Linked DNA regions of Mustela erminea: region 1 is linked to region 2. A link is a contact called in public Hi-C data. All regions are on one chromosome and are shown on one strand. The core of a region is the stretch at or near the end of the contact, and the rest is flanking DNA. Distances in the headings are between cores, read along the strand shown. Region 1 holds the start of DCAF17 (DDB1- and CUL4-associated factor 17). Region 2 holds the start of TLK1 (serine/threonine-protein kinase tousled-like 1).

Region 1 (5,664 bases), core at 104-2,603, 230 kb before region 2:
CTGCCCTTGGCCCCATTCCCAGCCGCCGGCGATCACCTGGCACACCAGCACCCTCAGGATGCCCAGGTTCGTCCTCTGCACCACGCCTGCGTCCCGCGAGAAGAAGCCCAGCGCCCGGCGACTCAGCTGGCGGCACACGTTGGGTTTCTGAGTTGGGCCCATGGAGGCAAGGGCCAGGTGCGGGGTTGGCTGGGCTGAAGAGGGGAGCGCCCCTCGCTCCCGCGCCAGGCAGCGGCCGTTACCTCCGAACCTCCAGGCCCCAACTCCTTGAGGGGCCCAGGAAAAGCGGACACCGGGAGCCGGGCCAGGAGCGCACGGCAGAGGGGCGAGATAACACGGATCCGCACCACCTGAGCGCAGAGTGAAGGAAAAGGCACCCCCCTCCGACCTGCCCCTCAAACACTCTGCAGCTCTGGACCCAGGTGCGGGCAGTGTGACGCCCCCGTAACGCGCGGCCTGCCGGAGCCGTTCGCTCAACAAGAAGTGTAGTTCCCAGAGCCCTTTGAGGGAGCCTGGCTAATCCCCAGAACTACAATTCCCATCAGGCGGCGCGAAGGGAGCTCTTGCGTCGGCCCTGCCTCCAACCAGTCGTGGCCCCGCCCAGCCCGGCCGCGAAGAGGCTGCGCTGTGCGGAGGACACCCCTTTCCGGCTCTGCACGCGGCGCGGGGCAGAGCTCCGGGGGCGCTGTGCTGCCGCCTCCTGGTGTCGGTTTACAGTACGAATTGTGCCGCCCCGGTACCCTCACTCCCCCGACTTTCGTTCTGGGAGGCCCTGGCCGGGTGCCGAGAGGGGCGCTGTATCGAGTGCGACCCCCCTCCCCCAAAGCAGCGTCCATGCTAAAGGTACGCCCCGCGGCTTTCCCCCCAGTCGCACGTTGGACGTTGTGGATGAGGTTGACGGTTAAACATTTTGGGTCTAGGAACATTATGTTATTGAATGATGAGTTAGTGGTGGAAGATGCTTGCATTCCCACCGAACTAGGGTTGAATTACTCTTTTCCAGAGCTCGCCTTTCCGTGGCCTGCGGGGACACAGGCTGGTTTCGCGATAATTATTTTCCTTCCTCTCGCCTCTTCTTCCTCTTTTTTTTTCTTCCCCTTTCCTTCTTTTGGTAATAAAATAGGAAATGTTTACATTCTTACCGGACTAAGATATTCCACGTTGATTCGTCTAAGTAAAAGGTAACTTTGTCAGCGACCCCTGCCTGTAGGATCAAAGTTCCCACGACACTACATTTTCAGTAATCGGTCACTCGGTGTGCCCCATTGCTTTGCGAGCCCCTTGAGGGTGGTGCCTTTGCATCTTCCACGTGGGCTCGGCTCGCCACCTCTCGTTCCTACTTGGGCGAGAGAACGATCGCCTCTGACTGACAGAGCAGAGTACCGTACTGGGTGAGTGCGTTGGGTCACAATTTAAGTGTTGAGTAACAATTTGTCACATCTCTTTTTAACCCTGCCGAATTTCCTTCAGGGTCTGGGCTTTTGCTGATTTTTCATGACTTATTTACAGCATACTGTGGAGTGCTATGTGTATTTTTAGAGCGCGCTATAATAGTTAATTTGGTAATTCATGAATGCAGCTGTCACCGAGAAAACTGGGACCCAGAAACGAGAACTGGATTTTCTTTGGATGGAATGAAATTCAAATCATTGCTGACTTAAATTCATCATCTCTCACTTCTCATTCCCCTTCACCCTCACTTGTTTTGTCTTCCTGTGGTTTTTATCCTACCACCAACTCACCCAGAGGGCTGTCCTCCTGAATACCTTCCTTTCCTCACCCACAACCAGATCTTTTTGACTCTAACTCCTATCCGTCTCCTTTTTATATCACCTAAGTAATTTAGGGCCTCACAATTTTATCACATTATTATATTAAGTATCCTCCTTCTTGCCTTGCTTAAGTACTTGCGATTCCAACCCTCCATGCTGCTGCAGAGTGGTTTTTCTAAAGCACAAATTTGTCATTTTTTCAGTAACATCTTTCAGTGGCTCCCAGAACAGAATTTCTCAAGCCTGAGTCGATACCCAGGATTCTCTATTGTTAACTTAAAATATTTTCAGTATGTTAAATATATGCAAATATAAAACTATATATAAACTCCTTATGTTGTATATCTTATACGACTGTAACTTCCAGTTATAAGTTAAATGAAGCACAATTATAAAACAAATAAATTCAAATGAATACATATTCTTTGTTACCAATGAGACTGTTTTTGCTGGACCTAATAAGCTTCAAAAGCAAATGTTCACTGTTCTCCATAGCATAATTTCCTTAGAAAGGGTCTGTCTTTTTCTTTCTTTAAACCACTGCAAAGCTTTCCTTTATTCAACGTGTCATGATTTTATTTGACCTTCACTTGTCAAACACCATTCTTTACATAAAGTAGTTCCCATTTCTTTCTCATTAACCTGTGCCAGTCACAAATGGTACCAGTTGTTTGCCAGTGCACTGCTGAACACAAAGATGTGAACTGAAATCTTATGACAGTAATCAGTTAAAAGGTGGCCATTCAGATGATCCAGAATATCCTTTTAAAAAATGTTTTTGTTTTTTATTTTAATCAAAGCTGAAAATAAAAGGTTTCTCTAGGAGAAACATGGCCTTGGGGCTACATCTGGGGTCTGTGTAGGTGCCTTATAAGACAAAATCTGAATCTCTTAAAGTAGTATCAGGGCATTGTTATCTGCATCTTGCCCACACTTTCAGCCTTATTTCTTTGCCCATCCTTAACATTTGCTATTGTGGTTCTGAATGTTGCTCACTTGCTTAAGCCAGTGTATCTTTGCATCTCAAAGATACATCTTTGTATCTTTGATGCTTCCTTCCTTTTTTTCTCTTTTCTGTTTATCTCATGACTCATCCCAGGTATCACAGCTCTACTCCGACACTTTTCCTGACCCCTTCACTTTAGTTATGGTCTTGCCTCTTCTAACATGTTACTCTGCATACATTGTTTGCTGCACTATATTAGAATTGTTGTTTGTCTGTTTTCCCAACATATTGTTTTTATTCTCTCTCTCTCTCTCTCTCTCTTTTTTTAAAGGAGGCTCTATTCCCTAGGGGTGCCTGGTTGGCCCAGTGGCTTAAGCCTCTGTCTTCGGCTCAGGTCATAATCTCAGGGTCCTGGGATCCAGCCTGGCATTGGGCTCTCTCCTCAGCAGGGAGCCTGCTTCCCCCTCTCTCTCTGCCCCTCTCTTCCTACTTGTGATCTCTCTTTCTGTCAAATAAATAAATGAAAGCTTTAAAACAAAAAAACCCAGAGTCTCTATTCCCAACATGGGCCTTTAACTCATGACCCCAAGATCAAGAATTACTTGTTCTACTGATTGACCTAGCCAGGTGCCCCCCAACATACTGTTTTTAGAGTAGTCCATTCATTCATTCAACATACATATGCATTGACCACATTTTAGGCTGTATATGAAGGGTGCATATATACGTTGATTAAATGACTATTCTAAGGACAATGTATAGAATCCCTTTATTCTTCAAATCAGTAGGAAACCACAATGTTCATAAGAAGAAATAACTTTTTAAAAACTTAAATCCCCAACAGTTCTACCTATAAAGTAGATATTTTTTCCATTTGTTGACAGTAAATTGGTTTGCACAGATATCCCTAGTTTAGGGTTTGGAAGTACCTTCTCTTTTGAGACATAAAACAAACATTGTTTTTTGTTTTTGTTTTTTCTTTTTCAGTCTGTGCCTTTGTGTTTACAGAATAATTAACCATATTTATCATGATTTTTTAAATGTATTTTTTAATTTTTTTTTTTTTTTTTTTTAAGTAATCTGCTTCCAACATGAGGCTCGAATTCATGTCCCCAAGATCAAGAATCATATGCTCTACGGACTGAGCCAGCCAGGCTCCCCTACCATGATATTTTAAAGATTGAGAAGAAGAGATATGAATTCGAAAGTTAGTAAAATGCTTTTTGTTCATATACTTTGTTTAAAGAAGCATAGTATAACCGAATAAAGCATTCAGGTTATTAAACTTGAACATTTGTTCAGAGATAAACTTGAACCAAAACCACAAGAAGTCATTTAGTCAGCATGTAATTATTTTCATGTACATTATACTGGGAACTATTTTGGCATAGGTCAAACAGTGACAAGGTCCCTACATATGGAGGGAGATAGACAATAAATACCTAGATTTTTAAAATAAGATTTCAGGTAGTGATAAGGGCTGTAATGAAAATAAAACAGGGTGATGTGTTTGATAGAGTGTGTTTGGAAGCTTTGTGTTAGCCAAAGTAGTCACAGAAGGCCTTTGGAGATTGAACTTTTTTTTTTTTTTTTTTTTTTTTAAGAGAATGGACTTTTGAGCTAAGCCCTGAATAATGAGGATGGGCCAGTCTGCAAAAAACTGAGGTTAAAGTAGTCCAGGCAGGAAGATGCTTGAATGTGTCTGCAAGGCAATAACAGCCTTGGTTTTTTCTAAAACTGTCAGGTCAGTGTGGTGCTTTAGTGTGCATGAGAGAGATGAACTTGGAGAAGTAGGCTGGAAGGAATTTTGGATTTTATTCTATTGTAATAGAAAGCCAAAGGAGAATTTGAACAAAGAGAGTGACATGATCTGATTTGTGTTATAATAAAATCTTGATGTCTATAATGTGGAGAATGTACTGTGGGGAGACAAGAATGGAAGCAAGGAAAACAGGTGGCTGTTCATTTGGTTCAGGTAACCAATGATAGTGTTTGGGCTGGAATGGTAGCAGGAGAAATGAAAAGAACTGAACAGATTCAGGATATATTTTGGAAGTAGAGTTGATAAGGCTTCTAGTGTAGTAGATACTAACAATGAAGAAAAGATTCAAGTGAAATCGTATTAAGCAGAACCACAAATAAGCATCCCTAAACTCCTCAGAACAAATGGAAAGCAGGGAACAACTTACAATGTGATGTCTATGAAGCAGTATCTACCTTTTATTAAACTTACACATCAGCTTTTTAGATATTAATGCTAAGGAATGTTAGGATCTGTTCTGTGGTTAGGACATGTGGGAAGAAGGAAATAAAATCAGGTCCCAGTGGGTCAGGAGTCAGAGCATGTGGGACCATGGTAATTTAATGGAAAAATCACTAGTGATAGGACATTCCCTTTAGGAACAAGAATGAAATAGACCATTTAACAGGTAATTGGTATAGTTTAGGTGAGAATCACTTTTGGAAATTTATTTTTAAATTATTGAGGCTTTTGACCACAAGTTTGGTTTTTATGTTTCCTTTTCTCAGTATATTTTCATATTTGTTTGAACATGGAGTACATTCATGCATGTATAAAATCCAGAAAGATTTAGGTTTAAAGGTTGGTAGTAAAGTCTGTCAACTATTCTTATTTTTAAATTATCTTATTATTTAAAAAACATGTATGGGATGCCTGGGTGGCTCAATCATTTGGGCATCTGCCTTGGTCCCAGGTCATGGTCCTAGGGTCCTGGGATAGGGCCCTGCATGGGGCTCCCTGCTCAGCAGGGAGCCTGCTTCTCCTTCTCCCTCTGCTGCCCCCCTGCTTGTAGGTTCTAGCTTACTGGCTCTCTCAAATAAATAAAAATCTTAAAAAACAAACAAATAAACAAAAACATGTGTAGGTAACAGAGCATAATATATAAATAATTATTATAAAAGGAATACCCATATATTTATCATCAA
Region 2 (5,693 bases), core at 2,843-5,342:
GTTTCCAGTTTTTGGCTACTATGGACATTTTTGTTCTTATGTCCTGTAGCTCATGAACAAGAATTCCTGTAGGACATTTTCTTTGGGTGGAATGGAATTTTCAGGTCATAGTATTCAATTTTACTAGGTAATAACTCATTAACAATTTTCTGCTTAGTTCAGAAGGGCCAGGATTGCCAGATTTAATAAATAAAAATACAGGATGCTCAGCTGAATTTGAATTTCTCATAAATAACCAATACTTTTTTAGTGTCCGTATGGACCATGCAAAATTATATTTCATCTGGCAACCCTAACAAGGTCAGTAAACTTTACCAAATCACAAACATTGGCCAACAGTGTGAGGGGGTGGCAGGATATTTGGTCCTTTCTTCCTCTGCCAGCATGGCCAGCCCAGTTGTTAGCTCAGAGGGCTCAAGCACTTGCTAACCAGTATGCAGGTAATTAATTGGCTCAATCAATATGTATACGGCATCAACTTGATGCCAGGCAGGTGCTAGACATTGGGAATACAACTATAAACATGACAGACAACGTCCTTGTCCTCCTAGGCTTTTAGCCAAGGCAGGGAAATGGACAGCAAGGAAATGATGTATGCGCTATGGGAGCAGCCGTATGCTGGTGAGGGAGCCCTGATTTGTAGCTTTTGATGACTTTGGAGTTGTAAAACACTGATTTCAAGCTATCAGTGTGACATCACTGAACTAAGTGATGTACACAGTCTGCTCTCTGGGCCATAGGAACTGGCTCTAGCACCCCACTGTTTGGGGGCATACTTACAAAGGACACCATCCATCCTCTAGGCTCATTTCTGGTTGGTTTGGGGTAAAGGAACTTAGGCATTAATTATTTCCTCATATTTAGAAGGAATCAAATGGTAAGAGGTATAAAGTGTATTGGTTGTTTCTATAGTATTGTCTTGACTTGAAAATATTTTTACTAATATATATATATGTATATATATATATATGGAGTCTAATAAACATAGTTGTAAATTATGACCAGGGTATAGGTTAGGGCTCAGATACTCTCTTTTGTATATGATCTATCAGGAAACCCTTCAAGACCTTTTTATCCTCTATTGTTCCCTCACCTGTATCCCAGTTCACTGATCTTCATCATTCATTCATTCATTCCACAAACACTGATGGAGTCCTTGGTCTGTGCCAAGCATGGTACTTAGGGCTTGAGTCTGTCTTCAAGGAGCACTCAATTCACAGAAGGAACATTTTCCCCAGCTCATCCTGATTGTTTCTGGGCAGGTTTACTGCATTCTCCTTTTACTTACTCAGTTTACTCCTGTGTTCTCATGCTGGCTGTCCCTCTGGGAGTATTTCGCAAAGAACCTTGCCCAAACCCCCCCTTTCAATGATCTTTCCTTGCCTTTTTTTTTTTTTTTTTTTTCCATTTCTCCTTCCCCAGAGTGGCAGGTGTTCCTTGCTCTCTGAATCCGGACTCTCCTGACTGTTTCGTACCTTGTCCTATTGTTCAGGTCATCACTCTAGCCATCCCATCTATCTCTATCAAACAATTTCTGAATCCCTGTATACTAACTGATGTGCAAGATGTGGGAGCCTCTATTCACCCTTGAAGTTTTCATTTATCATAATCATTTCATAAAATTACAGGTTTGTATGATTTTAGTTTTAATTACTTAAAAATGATCCATTTTCCAAGTTTAGAAAATCATCTAATCTCATAGCCCAAGGCTAGCTAGTATTAACTGTTTGGGATATAACCTTGGAGTCATTTGTTATGTATGCTTATACACAAATTGGGGTCATACCTTTTCACTTACTACAGTGTGAACATTTTGTCATCTATTTCAGTATTCTTTGAAAACCTGATTTTAAATGATGGCATGGTATTCCATTTTTAGGTTAAGGCGCCTGGTTGGCGTAAAGATAACTTGAAGCTGTGGAGAAGGCTGGGAGGAAGATAACCTACCATCAAATCTCTTTGGTTGGGTTTTGTTTACTACCATAGAGGAGCTAAGCTCTGTATGAAGTTTAGGCATTGGAAGGCCCTTTAGAGACCACCTAGTGACACTACTCTCTTTTTCACAGGTGAGGAAATTGAATCAGGAGGGATTGTTACCTGCTGAGACTAATTCCCAGCTGTCTTGACTTCCTCTGTTTTGCTCTTTCCTCTGTTTTCCTCTCACCACAATCAGCTAAGCTTAGTCTTAAAATACAGAAAGATCATACATTTACCTACATGTTTTTTAGAGAAACTCTGCTTCCCCTTAGAGTGCATGAATTTGGTATAAAAGTCGAATATTAATATTAAGAGAAAAGAAAGCATATGTCCACACAAACACTTCTACAGGAGGGAAAGTTCACAGTAGCACTATGGGTAATACCCTGAATGTGGCAATTGTTCTTCAGCAGGTGCATGGATCAACCAAGACGGTATATTCATACAATGGAATACTAGGCAATTAAAAAAAATGCAACAATGTAGATGCAACTCAGCTATGTTGAGAAAAAGAAGCTAGACAAGGACAGACTAGATTCCATTTATTTAAATTCTGGAAATTGCAAACTAAGTGACAGAAAGCAGATGTGTGGTTACTTGGGGAAGGGGTTGGAGTGTGAGAGAACATCAACAGGGTAGAGGAAACTGTGGAGACTGATAGACATATTCATTATCTTGACTGTAGAATTGGCTTCATGGTTGTATACACATCAAAACATACATACTGTACACTTTAAATATGTTTATTGTATGTCAGTTACACTTCACAAAAACTGTTTAATTTGTGAGTTCTGCCTTTTAGTTTGAAAAGAACATGACTAAAAACTCACTAAAGAATCTGAAGCATAAGAAACCTAAAATTACTTCTGGAGATAACTGACAACCAAGGTTCTATTCTAGTATGATAGTTTATCTGAACACAACATTACTGTGAGAAATGCAAAGTCATAAAAATAAAAAATAGAAATGACATTTTTGTTCCCCTGGTAATCATACCATTTCCTCCTGTCTATGCAGTTGCTCTATATCATAATCTGTTTAGTGTTCTATTCAATTTTTTTTTTTTTTAGAGAGCAATAACCTTGCTGTATTTTCCCTGAACTATTAGACTGCTCTTTTATGAACAAGATGCCCAATCCCTGGTGTGTCTTACGTGTGTGGGTGTGTAGAAAGCTACACTGTATCTGTAAGTTATAGCAAATGCTGTAATTTTCCTTGGGATTTTCTAGCCGGGACTCAGCAGTGGCATGGAAACAAATTGGAACTTTCTAGAAACCATACCCTCTTCCACAAGATGAACACGGGATAGTTTCCTTAAATATGTGAGTTAATAAAAATTTTCTATTTAGATTGTCAATTTACTGGGGCTTTTTTGTTTTGTTTTAAAGAGCTGCTATACCACACAGAGTACACAACACCAGTAAAGATTCTTTCTTTTGAAAACATTCAAAGTTTTTATTTTCACCCACCTTCGCCCCCAACTTAGTTTCTTAGCTCTTTTATTCGGTAATCACTCCCCATTCTGCAGACGGGGAGACGCACGCAGGTTTTTTTTTTTTTTTTTTTTTGCACGGTACAGAGGGGGAAGAAAGAAGCAACTCTTAACTTCTCAGTTCCATTTTGAGAAATGATCACCTCGAACTCCTGAGAACGACAGCCCGGCGAGAGCAAAAGCATTTCTCCCCAGGCTGGGTCTAGGTCGGGAACCAGGCGCGCTTCCGCGGGAGGTGGGGGCGGGGGAGTCAGGTGGCAGCGGAGCGGGAGCCGGAGCCCGAGCGACGCGGCGGGGGCGCGTGCGGGGTGCGCCTCCCTCCGGCCGGCGCGGGGTGCCGGCCCCCGCGCACGCGAGTCGGCCAGCCCCCGGCTCCCGCGCCGCGCTGCTATCCGCGGGTGCGCCAGGGGCGCCCGGCTCCCGCGTCTCCTCCCTCCCTCGCGCGCTGGCTCCCTCTCCCAACCCCCCCGCCCCCAACCCCTGGCAGGTCCCTCCCCCATGCCTGCTCCCGCGGCCGCCGCCGCCGCCGCTACCGGAGGCGCAGGAGCCTCGCGATAGTGTTTGCACAGGCGGCGCGTGACGCCGCCGCCGCCTGTAACTGATGCAGAGGTTACCCCGCCGCCTCAGCCGCCACCCACCGCCCGCCGCCGCCACCCAGGCGACGCCGGGGGCCGACGCACTGCAGAGGTGCCGGCAGGTTCCGCTCGCGGAAGTCTCCTCAGCCGGCGCAGCCCGCACTCCGCCTGCACTTCGGCGGGCGCCCCCTCGACGCCTCCGCCGCCGCGCGCCTTCCCTCCGCCTCTTCCCCGGCGCACCCGCCTGCTCCCTCGCTTCTCCCCCTTTTCCTCCTCCCCGTCCCCTCTCCTCCCCTCACCTCTTCCCTCCCTACCTCCCCCTTCTCGATTTCCTCTCCCATCCCCTTGACTCTCCCCTCCCAGCCCTCGCTCCCTCGCTCGCCCTCAGCGCGGCCCCCGCCATGACGGAGGCGGGTGCCGGTGCCGTTGCCGCCGCTGCCGTCGCAGGGGGGGAGTCGGGTTCCCAGAAAGTAGCTTGATGAGTGTCCAAAGTAGCAGTGGAAGTTTGGAGGGGCCGCCATCTTGGTCCCAGCTCTCCACGTCTCCAACCCCGGGCTCGGCGGCGGCGGCCAGGTCCCTGCTGAATCACACGCCGCCATCCGGGAGGCCCAGGGAAGGTAAGCGCCGTCGCGCCCGCGCCCGCTTGCGGGCCTCCTCTCCCGCGCCGTAGCCCCCGCGCCCCCCGGGTCTCTTCCCTCGACCCCAGGGTGGGGGATGGTGGCGGGGTGGACGCGAGGCCGCCCGGCTCCGGGGAGGTGGTGCACTGGCTGTGGGTGGTGGTTCGCGGGTGGCGGCGGCGACGGACGAGGGGGTGCGCGCTGGAGGGGACGGGGCGAGGCGCGCAGACTCGTATGGGGTTCCTAAGAGCCAAGACTGCTAGGGTGGGAAGCCTCCCCCCCCCGGACGCCAGCCCCTTTCTGCTCCATTTGCCAGTACACTCAGTACTCTTAACCTCCTGGCCTCCGGTCTCTGGTGGGTTTTCCCTCTGGTTGAAGCATTCATCCTTGAGCCCCCTCCCCTTCCCTCGCGCACTCCTCCCATAGAGGCGGTCCCCGCTCTGCGAGCTTTGCAGCCCGGGACCTGGAGGATGCCCTCGCTAGCAGGGTCCCTGCCCTTTCGGGAGAGTCGCTTAAATTATCAAAGCCGGCTTTGATCCGCTGCCTGGCCCTTTAGAGCAATTTGAACGACAGACTGACTCGTGGGCAGGCTTTTAAAACCACCCCCTCCAGATGGCTGCAACTTTCTCTCCTTCGCCATCACCTCCTGCGTGTTTGTGCGTTATCTCTTTTCTGCAAGTAGACTACTGTTCTCTGACAGGGTCGTGGGTTTTGTGGGAAATACCGGCGTAAAGGTTAATGCAAACACGCACCAGATCGGTTACAATTGTTTTCTAAGTTTTCTGGTTTCTTGCATGCAAGTGTGCTGCCACCAGATGTAGCAGTTACACAGCTAGTAAGACGCAGGAGTGCTTTTTGACTAAAATTTCAACTTACTGTATTTAACTTTAAGTATACGACATAAAATGAAATTTGGGAGAACGCGCATTTATGAGGGAAGAATAAATATGCATTGAATAGCGTTTAACGCTCTTTTGTCTGGGAAAACGTTCAGCGGTATTCATCAGCAATTGGTAAATGGGTTGTTCACTC

What was found. A called contact is a pair of places that touch in the nucleus more often than the background predicts.
Region 1: a Hi-C map of fibroblasts shows a contact between it and region 2, with 3 times the contacts expected there. The contact joins the promoter of DCAF17 here to the promoter of TLK1 in region 2. A contact is called at or near these places in 2 of 3 Hi-C or Micro-C datasets (fibroblasts and spleen).

What each region holds. Positions count from the first base shown.
Region 1 is chr8:67,029,841-67,035,504 of mMusErm1.Pri, reverse strand. It overlaps DCAF17 (DDB1- and CUL4-associated factor 17), which reads right to left and starts at 1,353. Exons shown (of 13, transcript XM_032355923.1): 1 at 1,143-1,353. It overlaps METTL8 (mRNA N(3)-methylcytidine methyltransferase METTL8), which reads left to right and starts at 624. Exons shown (of 10, transcript XM_032355927.1): 1 at 624-843. The coding sequence starts at 835.
Region 2 is chr8:66,807,243-66,812,935 of mMusErm1.Pri, reverse strand. TLK1 (serine/threonine-protein kinase tousled-like 1) reads left to right here and starts at 4,092. Exons shown (of 21, transcript XM_032355916.1): 1 at 4,092-4,661. The coding sequence starts at 4,523.